3 separate regions of the Mus musculus genome follow, and regions 1 and 3 are each linked to region 2. Evidence: chromatin contacts called from public promoter capture Hi-C data. All regions are on one chromosome and are shown on one strand. The core of a region is the stretch at or near the end of the contact, and the rest is flanking DNA. Distances in the headings are between cores, read along the strand shown.

The links. Promoter capture Hi-C pulls out the DNA fragments that hold promoters and counts their contacts.
Region 1: a promoter capture Hi-C map of hippocampal neurons shows a contact between it and region 2, with 3 times the contacts expected there. The contact joins the enhancer-like site here to the promoter of Smarcal1 in region 2. A contact is called at or near these places in 12 of 39 promoter capture datasets (the 3T3-L1 cell line, 3T3-L1-derived adipocytes, the C10 cell line and 7 more), 14 of 484 Hi-C or Micro-C datasets (the G1E-ER4 cell line, embryonic stem cells, hematopoietic stem and progenitor cells and 4 more) and 5 of 115 datasets of contacts at active chromatin or transcription factors (astrocytes, embryonic stem cells and large pre-B cells).
Region 3: a contact with region 2 is called in a promoter capture Hi-C map of neutrophils. The contact joins the enhancer-like site here to the promoter of Smarcal1 in region 2. A contact is called at or near these places in 10 of 39 promoter capture datasets (the C10 cell line, the HPC-7 cell line, cranial neural crest and 7 more), 3 of 15 datasets of contacts at CTCF or cohesin (the NIH/3T3 cell line, large pre-B cells and pro-B cells), 102 of 484 Hi-C or Micro-C datasets (the 63-12 cell line, the AML12 cell line, the AtT-20 cell line and 70 more) and 31 of 115 datasets of contacts at active chromatin or transcription factors (the 230-238 cell line, the HPC-7 cell line, the NIH/3T3 cell line and 19 more).

The regions. Positions count from the first base shown.
Region 1 is chr1:72,857,174-72,860,241 of GRCm38.p6, forward strand. Igfbp5 (insulin-like growth factor binding protein 5) reads right to left here. Exons shown (of 4, transcript NM_010518.2): 4 at 892-3,068. Among named protein-coding and RNA genes, the nearest start is that of Igfbp5, 16 kb to the right of the region's middle. Within about 2 kb of position 1,813, at least 22 of the 459 cell types and tissues checked have an H3K27ac peak or open chromatin away from gene starts, as enhancers often do. A contact at or near this core is called in hippocampal neurons and neural stem cells, where this site is marked.
Region 2 is chr1:72,581,918-72,584,617 of GRCm38.p6, forward strand. Smarcal1 (SWI/SNF related matrix associated, actin dependent regulator of chromatin, subfamily a-like 1) reads left to right here and starts at 1,334. Exons shown (of 17, transcript NM_018817.2): 1 at 1,334-1,521.
Region 3 is chr1:72,325,067-72,328,053 of GRCm38.p6, forward strand. It overlaps Xrcc5 (X-ray repair complementing defective repair in Chinese hamster cells 5), which reads left to right. Exons shown (of 21, transcript NM_009533.2): 7 at 8-122; 8 at 1,150-1,288. Among named protein-coding and RNA genes, the nearest start is that of Xrcc5, 19 kb to the left of the region's middle. Within about 2 kb of position 1,280, at least 15 of the 459 cell types and tissues checked have an H3K27ac peak or open chromatin away from gene starts, as enhancers often do. A contact at or near this core is called in ECoMG-derived neutrophils, hematopoietic stem and progenitor cells, myeloid progenitors and 1 more, where this site is marked.

The DNA.
Region 1 (3,068 bases), core at 563-3,062, 280 kb after region 2:
TCAGTATTTAGTGTGTGTGTGGAGGGGGCAGAATGGATGGTCCATCACCTTCATCTCCCCAGCTAGGCCTGTAATGTGTGTGTGGTTCGTGACAGACTTAAGGAGCAGCGATTGAGCATGAACTTGGGCCATGGAGAGCTAGGCAGAGAGCCCAAGAGCTGGAAGAAGCTGGGAAGGAAGGCCACGGGGAAACTGAGGCAAAGGGCATGGTTGAACCCCAGCAGTCAGGGCCACAGCTTTGCTTTTCCCTGGGCACAAACAGAGGTGGAGGTGCCAGGGAGGGGCCGGAAATAGGCATCACCTGGGCCAGAGGTTTCCACGACTTAAGAACTTGTAAAGGACTAAGGAACATTCTAGAAATGTCTTCCTTAGCATTCCGTCCAAGAAGAGACTCATGATTTGTCTAAGGGTGGGTTAGACTACTTTGTTCACCAGCAGTGGCAGATATTAAATTATAGCCATGGTAGAACACATGTGTGCTCTCGGTTCTGTGTGCTTTATGAATAATTTAGTCTCTGGAGTCTACAGAGTCCCTCAGCTCTGTAGGGTTGAACCCATAGTGTGGGGATACAGAGAGCTCAAAGAGGCGGTGGCTTGGAATGGGTGAAGAATCTGTGGAGTTGGGGGATGCTGGTGGCCTTCCTCCATTCTGGGACCCCCTGGAGGACACACTCCGGTTTGGATCCTCTCTCCTTCCCCTCCTGTTGGCAGCCTGGGTGCTCACAGAGCCCTCTGCCCCAGGAGGAAGGCGATGCAAGCTAGCTGAATGCACACTTTTATTAAATAAATGCTTTGTCACGACAAAAGACAAAGATCAAGGAGTAACATAAATTATAAGTTGAATAAATAGAATACAGAAATCTTCACTTTGTAATAAAATGTGAGATCTTCCAGGTTTTTCTTTTTTATTTCCTTAAGTACAAAATGCTAAAGAGGAGCCGAGCTCTTCCACATCGGGGTGATTTTTTTTCCCATTTTTTTTTTTTCACAAACTGGTTTGTTGTTCAATTTTTTTTTCAATCTGTTTCACCAGTAAAAAGCATAAGTATTTTTTTTTAAGTCAAAACCAACAAAATAAGAGAGGACAGAGCTACGGTGTCTGAACGTAACACTATAGAGAGCTACAGTAATATGTGATGTGGTTATTGCTGTTGTAAAAAACAAACAAACAAACAAAAGAAAACAAAACAAAAACCAAAAACAACCGGTAGGCGTCTCGGAATCTGAAGGAGTCTTGTCTGAACTGTACTATCCGTGTGACAGGCTACTGTGTGACAGTGATGGTGTCGGAGATGGGGGCTGAAGCCGGTGACTAGGGACCAGAGAAGTGGGGGTGAATGGATGCGGGGTGACGAGGGACCCCTTCCCCTCTGACCCTCTACCTTCCTTTTCCCCATCCAGAGAGACTTGGAGAGGAGGCCAGAGTCTGTGAAGTGGTGAAAGTCTATACTCCATTAAAAAACCAAGAAAGTCTGCTCAAGGAAATGAAAACCTAACAGGGAAGAGAGGCGGGGTAACAAGAGTGCAGGAAACATTGCACTTTAGTGGTTTAAAAAATAAAGACAGTACAACCCCTAAGCTCCCCGGGAGAGGTCGACGAGACCTCTTTCCCTTCTACTGTGTTTTAAATCATAGCCTTCTTTCTCTTGAAAGCCAGAGGACTACAGGGTCTCTTCTCCTTGGCTCACTCCTCTCTTAAGCTGTAAAATTTCACCTAGAGTCCTCTAGGGTTCTGAGCAGAAGGACAGCTGCCCTGCCTGGGATGGGCAGGTGGTTGGGAGGTTGCCATGGCAACCCTTGGTAGTGGGAGAATGATGGTGAGGATGTTACCATGGAGATAAGTCATGGTCGGAAGAGGGTCTTGGAAGGAGAAGAGGAGTGAGCACAGCTGACCTCCTCCGTATCCTGTGGGGCAGATGTTCCCAAGCCTTGTCTGTTTAGGCCTGGCCGTCAGAGAAACGTAGAGTCTTTGTCAGAGGAACGTAGAGTCTTTTATTCTCCAGGTTCCCTGCTTTGTTCTGGCTGGTCAAGACTGGCTGGGGTGGAGAATAGGTCCTGGTTAGGTCTCTTTGTTACCTGGCAGTAGAGGGGGAAGAGAGCTATCTTTCCACTGCTCGAGTGAGGCATTTGTCAAAAAGGGGTGGGAAGAAACCTTCCACGGGATAGTAGAGGTGGGGACAGGCCATACTTGGGCCTACTGCTGTGGATAAACCCAACAGAGAGGCCTCTAATGGAGTTAAAGGCTAGCCTGGGCCAAAAGCTTCTTGCTCAGGGCATGATGGGATCGTTGCAAACTTGCCTTCTCTCTCCCTAACCTGGAGAAGGACATCCCTCTTCTCTTGATGACCCCATCCATGTCCATGGTCTCTGTATCCTGGGTTCAGCCAGATCTCCCATTTGGAAGGTTTAGTTCCATCTGTCTGTTAAAGGCAAGCTTCCTCTAGAAGACTTGCTGTCTTAGACATGCCTCTCCATATGAGCAGCGGGGAGACTCACAAGTTTGGGGGAGGTAGGCTGACCTGGGGAAGGCTAACTGTCTATACAATGACCTCCATCTGTGGCTCACAGCGAAGAGCCCACATAAGGGACAGAGGCTCACTCAAGGTCTAGTAAGTTGTGGGGTGAAGAGAGCACCCCTCACAGGAGTTAGCTCCAGGCTCGGGAGGGGGAGCGAGTAGGCAGTTCCTGGCTCAGTCTTTTCTTGGGGGGCAGTGGTACCCCAGTATCCACTTGGCAAATCTCAGTCAGATGACTGCTCAAGATGCGGAGAAATAATGGCAGAAAGGAGAGACTTAGGTCTAGGATACTGGCCTAAGATATATTGAAGTTTGAGTTGGGGGTTGGGGATGTTGTGCGGGGTGATGGGTATACTGACCCTGCAGGTCTGGTAAGTCCTTCTATTGCCATCCCATCAGGCCCTTTGTCTTATGAAGATCAATTTTCTCTTTCCTTCCCAGCCAACTGTCCTGTCCAGGCAACAGGAGGCATCCCTTTCTGTGCCCGCAGCCACCCATGTCCTATGAGTCGACGCACGTCAGTTTCTTTGCTCTCCCTTTGTGTTGCTCCAT
Region 2 (2,700 bases), core at 84-2,583:
ATTTCCAGAGTGGCCTGGGACTCAAGGATTGGTGGGATTTTTTTTTCCTTGTAGGGTGGGGCTTGAACCCTCTCCAGCTACACTGGTACAACCACTAGTGACATCTGCAGGGCAGAGCCTGGCCACTTGTGTGCCTTGAGGGTTTATAACCTTTACAAAGTATACTTTTACAAGAGTTCAGGCACTGAAAGCCTTCCCCTGCCCCTTGAGTTGGCATGAATAGCCAACACTAGCAACATTCCTCTTCCTCCTGTTGTGGGCTGCTATTTTGATAGCTCCTGTGTTCATGATATCTTACTGCAGTCCACCTCATCGTCTCTTCTTATTAAAAAACACATCACATTTCCCTAAATGTCTGGTCATTTCCCCAATTAACTCTGTATTCAGAGATCTATCTCTTTGCAATGAGCTCTGTTTGAAAACAGAATCGTTTCAACCTTTCCGTGTACGCTGATGATAGAAGAATATTATATTCAACCATTGGAGGACAGAAAGAATGCTGTGCTCAGAAATGGAGTCAAGTAACCTTGATAGTATCTGATAGATGGGAGGGCTTTGGAATCAGAATAACAAAGTAGCTAAATACAGCCTGGAGAAAATTGTGGACCAGTCCTAGTTCCGTTTTCTCATTTATAAAATGAGGATAATGGAGCTGGGTGTGTGGTGCACAACTTTAATCGCACTCCAGAGAAGGATCTCTGTCAGTTTTAGGCCAATGATACATGTTAAGATCCTGCCTTTTGAGGAAAAAAAAAAAAAGATATAATAATAATCTTATGATGGTGCAAGTCTGTAGGAGGTGGAGGCAGGAAAGACATCCTCTGGTACAGGGTGAGTTCTTAGACAAGTCTGGGTTACATGAGTTACTGTCTATGTTTCATAGGTTGTAGTTCGGATTAACTTAAGTTCCTATTAATGATCAGCACGCTGACTGATGGAGGCTCTAAAAATTTCAATTCCTCTTTGGTCTAGGAAAGCAGATACTCAGCAGCGGCTGGGGCTTATAAGGACGGCACTATTAGAAACGGGTGTGCCAGGAAAATCTTTATTAAGTATCAAATCAATCTGGCTGTCTGACATGTCTGGAGACACCCCTGACACTGAACGCTCAGCCTTCCTTACGCCTGATTAAATGTTTGGAGAAACTGAGAGCTACAACTCCCAGGGTGCACCACACCTTGACCCGCCCACAACGTTACGCCTCTCAAATTCACCAACCTCCAATGGGCAGGCTTTCCGATTCAAACTACAAACCCCAGAAGGCCCTACACCAAGTGTACTATCACCCACAATTTATGACCGGGATCTGCGGCCGTACTGGCTGTTGGGAAATGTAGTTCGACGGTGGCCGAGCCATTCAAATGCCAATGGCCCGCTCCAAGATGGGTGAAATTGTAGCGCTTGAATTCTAGTTCCTCTAACAGTCCAACCAGAAGCGAAAACTGCCTAGGCAAGGCTCTGAAAGACGCTCCTGGTCTAGGGCTGTTCTGCTAAGGTGCCTCACCTTACTGGCCTCGCTAGGTAAGAAAGTGGGCTGCGAAGGAGGTAGCAGCATTGGAGACGGACGAGACCAAATACGGCAAGAGGAGGGAGCAGTGGGGACGGGAAGATCCAAGTGGAAATGCTAGAGGCAAAGTGGGGCGGGGCGTCCCCTTTTCTCAGGCACCCAGGATGTGCACAGGAAGGGAAGGGAAGCCCAGGTCTCAGCAAAGAGGAATGTCTATGTGGTGGTGTGCATTTGTGGTTTATGGTTTATTAGTTGGACCTCTCATTCCGTGGTCTCATCTCCCCAACTGGGTCAGTCAGCATACTAGGCCTTGGTAGGTATAACCCTAGTTGAATACAAGGCTGAGAGTTTTCATTGCTGCTGGCTGGCAGGCTTGAGTGTAACATCTGTGAGAGGAGATGTTTTGGGGTGCTTTGTCTAAAGGGAGTCTTAGCAAGGATTAAAATGTAAACCCTCTGAAGTCAAGAGTCTAGAGCTTTCTTTGACGGCTGGCGGTGCTACTGGAGTATTTCCTATGTTACAATCATTATAATATAAAAGTAACTTTTATCCTGTTGTAGTTGTCTGGGAGGCTCACTGCCTCCATCTGCTAACCTAGGCCTAGTCCTGGAAGCTTCTAGCCTCCTTATATTCTGATCTGGGCCTTGAATGTTTTCAGCCCCTTGAGACTTGCTGCTGAATAAACTCACCCTTTCGTGTTTTTTCTGAACTCTAGCTGGCTGGTTCAACTCAGCTGTTCTGGCTCAGACTTCTTTCCCCAGCTGACTGATTCAGTCTGGCTTTTCTCTCCGCCTCTGAATTGCTCTGTTTGGTCTCAAACTCTAGGAATCTGGTTCTAATCTTCTGGCTCCTTCTCATTCTCTTGCTCATTCTATCTTTACCTGTGTCTGACCTGTTCTTTCTTCAGCCTGTCTCTGTAAAGCTCTCCCGGTAAAACTGCCTCCGCCTCCCTCTCTGCTGCTCTACTCTTTCTCTCAACTCTACCGTATCCTGTGCTGTACTCTCTCCTCCTGCACTGTCTGTCTCTCCCTTAAGTGGCTTCCCGTTCCTCATGAGAGTTGGGCATATCCTATTCTGTCAAATCTTTCTGATTCTCGTCACTTTGTCTGCCACTCAATTAGACATCGTTTTCAACATGGGTGCTTTCTCCTACAAACTAACTTTACCTTCATTGTTTTGGAGTCAAAGGTGAG
Region 3 (2,987 bases), core at 30-2,529, 260 kb before region 2:
TATTAAGTGAGAGTCTACGACAACTGTGCGTCTTTAAGAAGATTGAGAGGCGTTCCATGCCCTGGCCCTGCCAACTGACCATTGGCCCCAACTTGTCTATAAAGATTGTAGCCTATAAATCGGTAGGTAGTAAAGTGCTTTTTTTTAAAGCCGTGTTCCCAGGCAGATAAATATGCTTATGTAAGAAGCTGACAATTCATGTGCGAGCTATTCAGAGTATAATTACTGCCTCTCTTACTGCTCTCCCTTTTGATTTAATCTCTGTATAGCTTTTCATCTAAAAGGCATGCGGGCAGAGGCTTTAACAACTGTTTATAATATGGCTGCAGTCCCTCTTCCTCAAGAATTCAGGCCTTGGTGTCTTTTCCTTTTAGGGGAAAGAAACTGTGATGGATTAGTTTGTCTTTGTGTGTCATAGTGGGGATGTCAATAATACACTAGAGTTATGTGTAGAGCTGTGGAGATATGGTCATACCTAGTTCAGTAGTTACGGGTCCAGTAGTAATAGCATCTATAAGATGTCAAAAACATTGGCTTATTAGCGTCAGGTTGTGTGTCAGTACTCATGTGCATTTGCGCATCAAAGTTCACTTTCCAAAGTCAGTTGCCTTCTGCAGTTAAAATCTGATCTAAGCTTCAACATGAGCTTCCTTGTCCCCCCCTTTATGCTGAAAGTATAACTAAATCTGAGAAATAAATATACAGATATTTTTGAATGTTTAAGAACTTAATTCCCAAGTACATGATGAGAACCATAGAGGTAATTTTGAGTTATTTTGGTTTCTGTCAAGGCCAAAAGAGCATGCCTAGGGATGAAAATATACTCTCACAGTTTCCTTTGTTGGCTTCTTCCTCTCTTTGATGATGGCAAAATGTATTCTCCCTCTTTATTAGTCAATTTGAGAGTTTTCTATAGAAAGTATATGTGTATTCAGAAATCAGTTTGTGCCTATAGCCTACCAAAGGAGAAAAGGGGAATGTAGAAACAGCTATAAGGCATTCCCATTTGAAATAAACCAAAATTTAATAAAAGGAGAGAAGAGGCTTAATACTGTAGGTAGAATAGTTGTTCAGAGAGTCTGTCAGATTTCCATTTTCTTTGGTCAGTATCTTGTCTCTCCTCATTTTCTATCTATCTTTTGATAATAGATTGTACAGGAGAAATTTAAGAAGAGTTGGGTAGTTGTGGACGCAAGAACGCTAAAGAAGGAAGATATACAAAAAGAGACTGTTTATTGCCTAAATGACGATGATGAAACTGAAGTTTCCAAAGAGGACACTATTCAAGGTATGAAGCAAGTGTCTGCACTTTCACCCAAGAGAGATTTTCTCTAAGGTGGTGGGAGGCAGCGTAGATTGGTCACCAAGAGACACTTCTTTGAGATACAGGGGTGCAGCAGAAACACTGGGTCCTGTAGGCCAGTGGGGACTCCAGCAAGATGGCTCTGGGGGAAGGACCTGTGTATTTGATCCTTCCAAATTTAAATGTGTCAAGTGACAGGACTTGTCCTTGGCTTTCTTCCCTCTCGCAGATTCACTCGCTAGGAGTGTGCTTATCAAGCGCTGAAGCAGCTCTCGCCCTTCCTCTTCAAGCGCCAATGTCAGGTCTTAGAGCCTACTGGCTATGCTTCCTTAGGGGAAAATATTATCTGTGGTTGTTGTCGTGGCTTAAACACACTAGGCTCTTTAAAGCTGGGCTAAATATACCCAACCCATGTGGCCTAAATAGTATGTTTAGACGACATCTTTATCCAGAGGACTTGGAAACTAGCTGAGAATATCTGAATATTCAAGAGCTCAAATCGTCAGATGCCAGATGATGCTTAAGATGGCAGCCAGGGTACGTGGATTAGCTTATTACCAGGTTGTGCACTGCTTAGTGTAGTTTTAAGTCTCCAGTTCTGGGGGAAAAAAAACCCTCATGTATGGCGTTATATCTTACCACAGGTATTTAGTGTGTGAGGGAATGGGATAGTTTGAAGCTGGTAGTATGTACAGTTATGTACAGAATATAAGGAATACTTTGAAATATCTACTAGTTTGATTGAGTTCAGTAGCAGAGCATAGAGCATGACTTTTGGAATTGTAGATGAGCTGGAATCATGAGCTTGTCATTAGTGGATCATTCTATCTGGTGGAAGGACCGGCTCAGGGTGGGCAGAGGAACGTGAGTAAGGTGCAGGCCAGGCTCAGAGGGCCTGTGGGGTATCCTGAGTAGCAGCCTGCATTTTCTCTTATTGTCACAGCCTAATGAAGCAGACACCGTTGCTATGTCTGTTTTCCACAGAAGGACTGTAGTAGGTAGTTTGCTTACTGCTGTGACAAGAGCAACTCAAGGCAGGCAAGGCTTATTTTGGCCCACAGTTTGAGGATACAGTCTGCCAGGCAAGGAAGGGCAGGTGGCAGGGATGTGAGGCCCGCCGCGTCTGTGGGCCTCCTTTTCTCCTTTGTGCTCAGCTCTGGACCCCAGCTCATGAGTCGGTGCCATCCACAGTCAAGGTGCGTCTTCCCACTTCAGTTAACCCAGGTGGCGAACTTCAGAGGTTCACCCAGAGGAGTGTTTCCATGGTGATTCCAAAGTTATTATCCCATCAAGTAGATGATCAAGATTGGCCATAGCTGAAAGATACTCATTAACGTAAAGTCACACAGCTAGCTGCGCAGACACAGAGCTAAACTGAGAGTTTGTTTCTTCATTCTGTTCAGAACTAAAGGGTTTGGGGAGATAGACTCAGAGCGTATGCATGGTGTTAAAGCTCATGGAGCCGTTGATGGTTCAGGGGATTTGCATATGTCTACGGTGTTTAGGAGTGGTCCGTGGGGAGATGAGTGGGATAGCTGGTTTAGAAAGGGGAGGGACTAGAGGAGAGGGGACCAGTTCCTTAAGTTGTTCAAAAAAAGCTCTGTTAGCTGGGACAAACGGATTCTTAGGGCAGGCAACTGAAGGGAAGCGTTAGGCACAGCCTGGGTCGCAGATGGAAGTTAGT